Linked DNA regions of Anas platyrhynchos: region 1 is linked to region 2. A link is a contact called in public Hi-C data. All regions are on one chromosome and are shown on one strand. Each heading gives the region's core, a stretch centred on a gene start, on an enhancer-like site or on the middle of the called end of the contact. The rest is flanking DNA. Distances are from core to core; before and after follow the strand shown. Region 1 overlaps LOC106014350 (a long non-coding RNA gene). Region 2 has its middle 400 kb from the start of TAFA2.

Region 1 (2,965 bases), core at 8-2,507, 57 kb before region 2:
AGTTTTGTGCTCAACTTGTCTGTTTGTCTAAGCAAGCAGCACCACCATTGATCTGATTTGGTATATTGTTTTGTGCATGTTTTGCACTGCTATAATGCAGTGAGAATAAGCAGTGATTATGGCATGGGAGGAAGATACAATTGCAGTACTTTGGAGCAATAAAACAGAAGAGGTTCCCATACAACTTCTCTGTGAACAGCAGGCATTTTACACCTGCTTTTGTGATTTCAACCAGAAATGAGTCATTTGTCACTTCGTTTATAAGCACTTGGTTAGTATTTATTGTTAAATTTTATTTTATTTTTGATCATCCTGCAACTGCTACAATGGCTTTAAGTGTTTTTTAACATTGCACTTATGACATCCTCAAAATCAGTAATGACAAATTTCAGTTCTAAATGAGTAACTCTGCTACTTCTTGTTGAAGACATGTAGGTTATTGTCTTATCATTGTTTATTAATACTTGAATTTATACTTCCTCTTGAATAACTTCCTTTCTTTTCAAGCTTTCCCTTTTATAACTTTAAACCAAGTAGTATTGAAATCCTGAAAATGCCGCATTTACTCATACATGTACATGAAACACTATGATAAACATTTTGAAAGCTTGTCTGGCTCTCTGCTATTCTTTCTTTCCTGGCTGGATTGCTTTATGAACAGATAACACTGGTATGAAAACTAAAGCTCTGAAATCAAATTTTTGTAGCACAGATTTGTACATGCTCTTTAAAATTTTATTTCCCACAATGGATACTGAAGCTTTAAATATTAATGTGACTTCAATATTGCACAGAATAAGACAGAAGGTTGAGACCTTCTTATATCTTAATGTAATTCCTACAAAGTTAGAACCAGTTATGTATTACCAAGACTTGATTTAGCTAGTGGCATGTCAATGAAGAATAACAAATCTGAACACAGTGCCATAATGATTGCTGTGTTACTCTTTCATTATTCACTCCAATCTCATAACTTCAATGGCATTCAAAGCATGAAATGCATTGTCAAAAATATATCGTTCAAAATACAGTGCCATTAAATATTTTATCCAATTGGCAATGGTGCTGCAAAAGGATTGAGCATTAAACTGCAAATGCTCTTCTAAAAAAAAAAAGTCATTGAACTTTGCTTTCCAGCTCCATTTCTACAGATAAGTCTTCTGTCAGCAATTTCTTTTCAAGTCAAGCAATCTCTTTCTCTCTGTCTTTCTGGTTAGTGTACTACGGAAAGTCTCTACTTCTGTACAGAGGCTGCTGGAGTCCCTGTGAGATATGTTCATCTGATTCGTGTCAGTATGGAACAATGCTAGGGCTGCATTGTATGATGAATGTGACCTTCTGTCTTACATACCCTTGTATAACCACAAGTCTAAGAAAAACAGAGTGGTTAACGTATATAGTTCTAGTATCTTGCAAAGAAACGTTTTAGCAATTCATGTCAATAGAGAGCTTGAAGGGAAATGTATTTGTAGGCTTTTCCTTGAAGTCTCTGATATCTGGGGGGTTTCAGAATAGCTGCTAACTATTATGACTATTGCATGGGACACTATGCAAGTCTCTGATATCTGGCCAGGAGATTAAGGAGACGGGGAGAGCTGAAGAACAACTAAAAGACAAAGCTTGCAGGGGATGCTGCACAAGTCTCTGACATACAGCCAAGTTGGACAAAGGAGAAGGACAAGAGGGAGGAAGACTATGAGCCTTCAGCACGAGAGACCCCCAGAGGGGCCACCAGAGACTGATACGCATGCTCCAGTAGGAGGGTTTGGATTCCAGAAACTAACTATAATAACTCTGTTTTTTTTTTTTTGTTGTTTTTTTTTTTTTTTTTTTTTAAGAAGTAGTAATATGTATCAGCCTAGGAGCATAAAAATCAGCTGCTTGATGAAACTGGTGTGCGTCTTGGTGGAGCAGAGACTTCCAGCACACCCAGCGCTGTTTGCTTACCTCTGTTCCTTTAATAAATTGTAAACTTTGATTATAGTCCTATTTTGAAGTCTGAGCCATTTATTACATCCTGAAAACATGATAGAGAGCTCTTAACTCTGTCTATTGGCATGCAGATTTGACATCTAATTAGCAATTGTTTTCTTTTAAGGTAAAGTTAGAATATTTTCTTAGATGAATGGATATGTAGACCATGTAAGGGAGAACTATATTATATATGTTTTACAATATATTATATATATATTAATATATATAACATAATATAATTAGTACCTCAGGTTTTACTTTTTTTCCACAGTTTTTATCAAATCAAAACAACTCAATTCTACACTAGTTTCTTAACCACTTTTCTTTCTGTTCATACTGTTTTTCCCATGACATTTGGGACATTTCATGAAGATCTTGTGCTCCCTTACCTAACAGCCCAGTATTTCCTTTGGAAGATCTCTTCTACCTTATTCTATATCATGGCCACTTGTGTGCACTATGGCTAATGGCATGTTTAGAAGATTGTCTAAAAGTCTATGTTGCTTATTGCAAAGGCAGAGAACAAGAAAATGCTTACTGTTCATACAAGCAAAAAATGATATTCCTGTAAATCTGAAGTCAAGATTTTGTAGGCTGTATGTGACAGGAATTTTAAAGAAGGGACTTGAAAGATAATTCTGAATTGATTTTTAGGTAAGTTTAAGGTCTTTTTATTGTTATTTTGTTATATTTATTTATTTTTATTATATATATTTTTTCCAAGTGCAAGAGATACTGTGAGAAAAAGTTTGTCTGAAAATCTGGAAAGTCAGTCTTGACAGAGACTATGTGGAATGCCCAGCTTTGAGTCCTCTGTCCAACCAAGCTTACGTTACATTACCATGAGTGTGAATTTTAATAACTTAGAATAACCTTATTACATGTACATATAAAATTTTCCAATTTATTTATGGAAAACAGTCCTTAACTTGCTTAACTTCTCACATAATTTACTGTGTAGCCAGTTAGTGACTGGGGGCAGGGAAAGGTA
Region 2 (2,841 bases), core at 225-2,724:
CTTTTGGCTACAGGTTTTGCTTATGTTGCACTCTGCTGCATAGGAGAGGTGTGGATCACAGAAACAGAGTGCGAGTACCAGCTGCTCACCTCCATTCGTAGGACTGCCTATTGCCAAAGCAGCTGCAGAGATTTCTAATCCTGGAGTGATTAAAAAAAGCATGATATGGTAGGAAGTCTAGAGGAACAGGCAATACTGTCCAAATCTGACATGCCAACACTTCCAGAGCATGAGCTGGTGCACATGCTGTGTGAAGTTTTATCTTGAAACTACAACCCACAGGTGTATGGCTTTGTGCTATAGTAAGTGGTGTCTTTATCAGAATGTCACGCTACCTTTGACCTGTTCCTTGGAAGTCCTTTCACCTTTTATTTTATTTTATTATTTTATTTTATTTTATTTTATTTTATTTTATTTTATTTTATTTTATTTTATTTTATTTTATTTTATTTTATTTTTTATTTTTAATTCTCCAGCCTGCTTTCATGTTACCCTTGTGTAGGCCATCAAGTCAGGTAGCATGATAAGGCTTGAAATATCTGGTAATGAAGTGAATGAGGGAGCACTATATTTTTTCTTGAGTGAAAAAACAGGTGAAAAAACAGGTTTACTGCTTTTAGCACTTTTCTGTATGCATTTATATTTTTATTTTTGAGATATGTTTCCAAAAAAAAAAAAAGAAAGAAAATTAAAAAAAAAATCACGAAAGAGAGCTCAGTATTTTATATAAAGATCTTTCTGCAGTCCAACTGAAAATATAAAAAGTTATCATGGAGTTATCATAAGAAACCTTTCTGCGTGCAGGGAGGGGATGTCACACATACCTATTACCAAAAAGTTCAAGTTGTTGTTTGCAGGTTGACTACCTGACTGCACACATAAGTATCTTAAAGTCTTTGGGAAAGTAAAGTGGTCTTTTGGGTGGTGGTGATCTCTCTTTGCACGCGATGAAGATTTTTAGAAGCCCAGTATCTGGCGTATCAGTGAATGGTATCAGTGTGGTAAGGACCTAAAAGTTCTTCTTTATGATGAAATCAGTGTTGATAATACATTTATGCTTTAGTTGCTGCTGAGCAGTGTTTGAGCAGAGCCAAGGACTTTTTGGCTTCTCACACTGCCCTGACAGCAAGGAGGCTGGGGGTGCACAGGGAGCTGAGAGAGGGGACACAGCCAGGACAGGTTATCCAGGCTGATATTCCATACCATCATGCTGAACAATGATAGTTGGGGGAAAGTAGAAGGAGAAGGGAATGTTCAGAGTGATGGCATTTGTCTTCCCAAGAAAACATTACACATGATGAGCCCTGCTTTCTTGGAAATGGCTGAATATTTTGCCAATGGGAAGAAGTGAATGAATTCCTTGTTTTGCTTTGGTTGTGTGCACAGATTTTGTTCTGTCTTTTAAACTGTCTTTATCTCAGCCCACAAATGGTCTCTGTTTTGTCTTTCCTACTCTCTTCCCCATCCCACAGGGTGTGGAGTGAGTGTCTGTGTGGAGTTTGGCTGCCTACCAGGGTTAAACCACAACAGATCTGCAGAGGTCTCCTTACCCACTATCTTCCCTGAGAAGCTTTAATGATAAATTTCAAGTTTCCACATTGCATTGCAGAAAAAAATACTAATAAAATGGTAGAATACTAATAAAATATTAACCTAGGCAGATATTAAAGATCCCTCCCACCCCCAAGAAAAACAACCCACCAACTGCTCATGAAAGGACAGAAGAAGGAAACTGTGCAGTGTCAGTGTGCATTTCCAAGAATATTTATAACAGGTGATCTCTGATATAGGAAGTCAATAGTAACTGAGCACAAGCAATGCGCAGATGTCTGTCACTTTAAAACAGAAAAAGTTGGGTAGGCTGAAAATGATGTCTAGGGATTAAACACTAAGAATGTTAACATGTCAGGTGGAACAGCAAAGGTTGAATCCTCAGTTAACACTTCTACAACAGATGTGTAAATAGATAACAGAACATGAATTTGAGACATTTTCAACTGCAAGAATTTGGAAAGAATGCTAAAACACATAGCTAGACTTATAATTCCCCAAATAGTAGTAAACATTGCACATATTATAGCTTGAAACAGCCAGTGTTTATATGTTTATTTATTTATTTTTCTTTCTGTTTTGTGGCATTACCATTAGGGAAAATTGCTAGCAGCGGGGGAAAGAGGAAAAGGAAAATGTTTGTACATAAATATGTTCTGTATTTTCAGCCTTTAGCCTAGGGAATAGAATGTCTGTTCCTTGACCCTTTACTTGTATACTTATAATTGTATACATTTGTGAGTATTTTCCAAAAAGCTGAAAATATTTGAAGGAGCTATTTCATACTCCACTTTTGACTTTTTTTTTTTTTTTTTTTTTTTTTGACTGGTTGTAGGTGAACATTTCTCCTTTAAGCTTTGTTCAGGAAACTACAAATAATCAACAAATAGAGCAAGTTTGCAGTTTAACAAAATCCTTAAACACATGCTTAAGTACTTTTCTATTCACATTTCTTTATCACAGAATCACACAGAATCGCCGAGGTTGGAAGGGACCTCTAGTTCATCTAGTCCAACCCCCCTGCTGAGCAGGATCACATAGATCACATTGTGCAGGATGGCATCCAGGTGGGTTTTGAATATCTCCAGAGAATGAAACTCCACAGCGCCTCTGGGCAACCTGTTCTAGTGCTCTGTCACCCTCACAGTAAAGAAGTGCCCTCTCATATTCAGCCAAAACCTGCTGGACTTCAGCTTTAGCCTGTTGCCTCTCGTCCTGTCATTGGGTGCAACTGAAAAGAGACCGGCTCCATCCTCTCAGCACCCTCCCCTCAGATATTTATAGACATTA

The links. Hi-C and Micro-C count contacts between places; a contact is called where the count stands out from the background.
Region 1: a Hi-C map of F5 follicle shows a contact between it and region 2, with 2.2 times the contacts expected there. The contact joins two enhancer-like sites. A contact is called at or near these places in 2 of 8 Hi-C or Micro-C datasets (F5 follicle and small yellow follicle).

What each region holds. Positions count from the first base shown.
Region 1 is chr1:34,566,658-34,569,622 of IASCAAS_PekinDuck_T2T, reverse strand. The region is part of intron 1 of LOC106014350 (a long non-coding RNA gene); the gene reads left to right. Among named protein-coding and RNA genes, the nearest start is that of TAFA2, 340 kb to the left of the region's middle. Within about 2 kb of position 1,257, at least 3 of the 8 cell types and tissues checked have an H3K27ac peak or open chromatin away from gene starts, as enhancers often do. A contact at or near this core is called in F5 follicle and small yellow follicle, where this site is marked.
Region 2 is chr1:34,509,879-34,512,719 of IASCAAS_PekinDuck_T2T, reverse strand. No RefSeq gene overlaps it. Among named protein-coding and RNA genes, the nearest start is that of TAFA2, 400 kb to the left of the region's middle. Within about 2 kb of position 1,474, at least 3 of the 8 cell types and tissues checked have an H3K27ac peak or open chromatin away from gene starts, as enhancers often do. A contact at or near this core is called in F5 follicle and small yellow follicle, where this site is marked.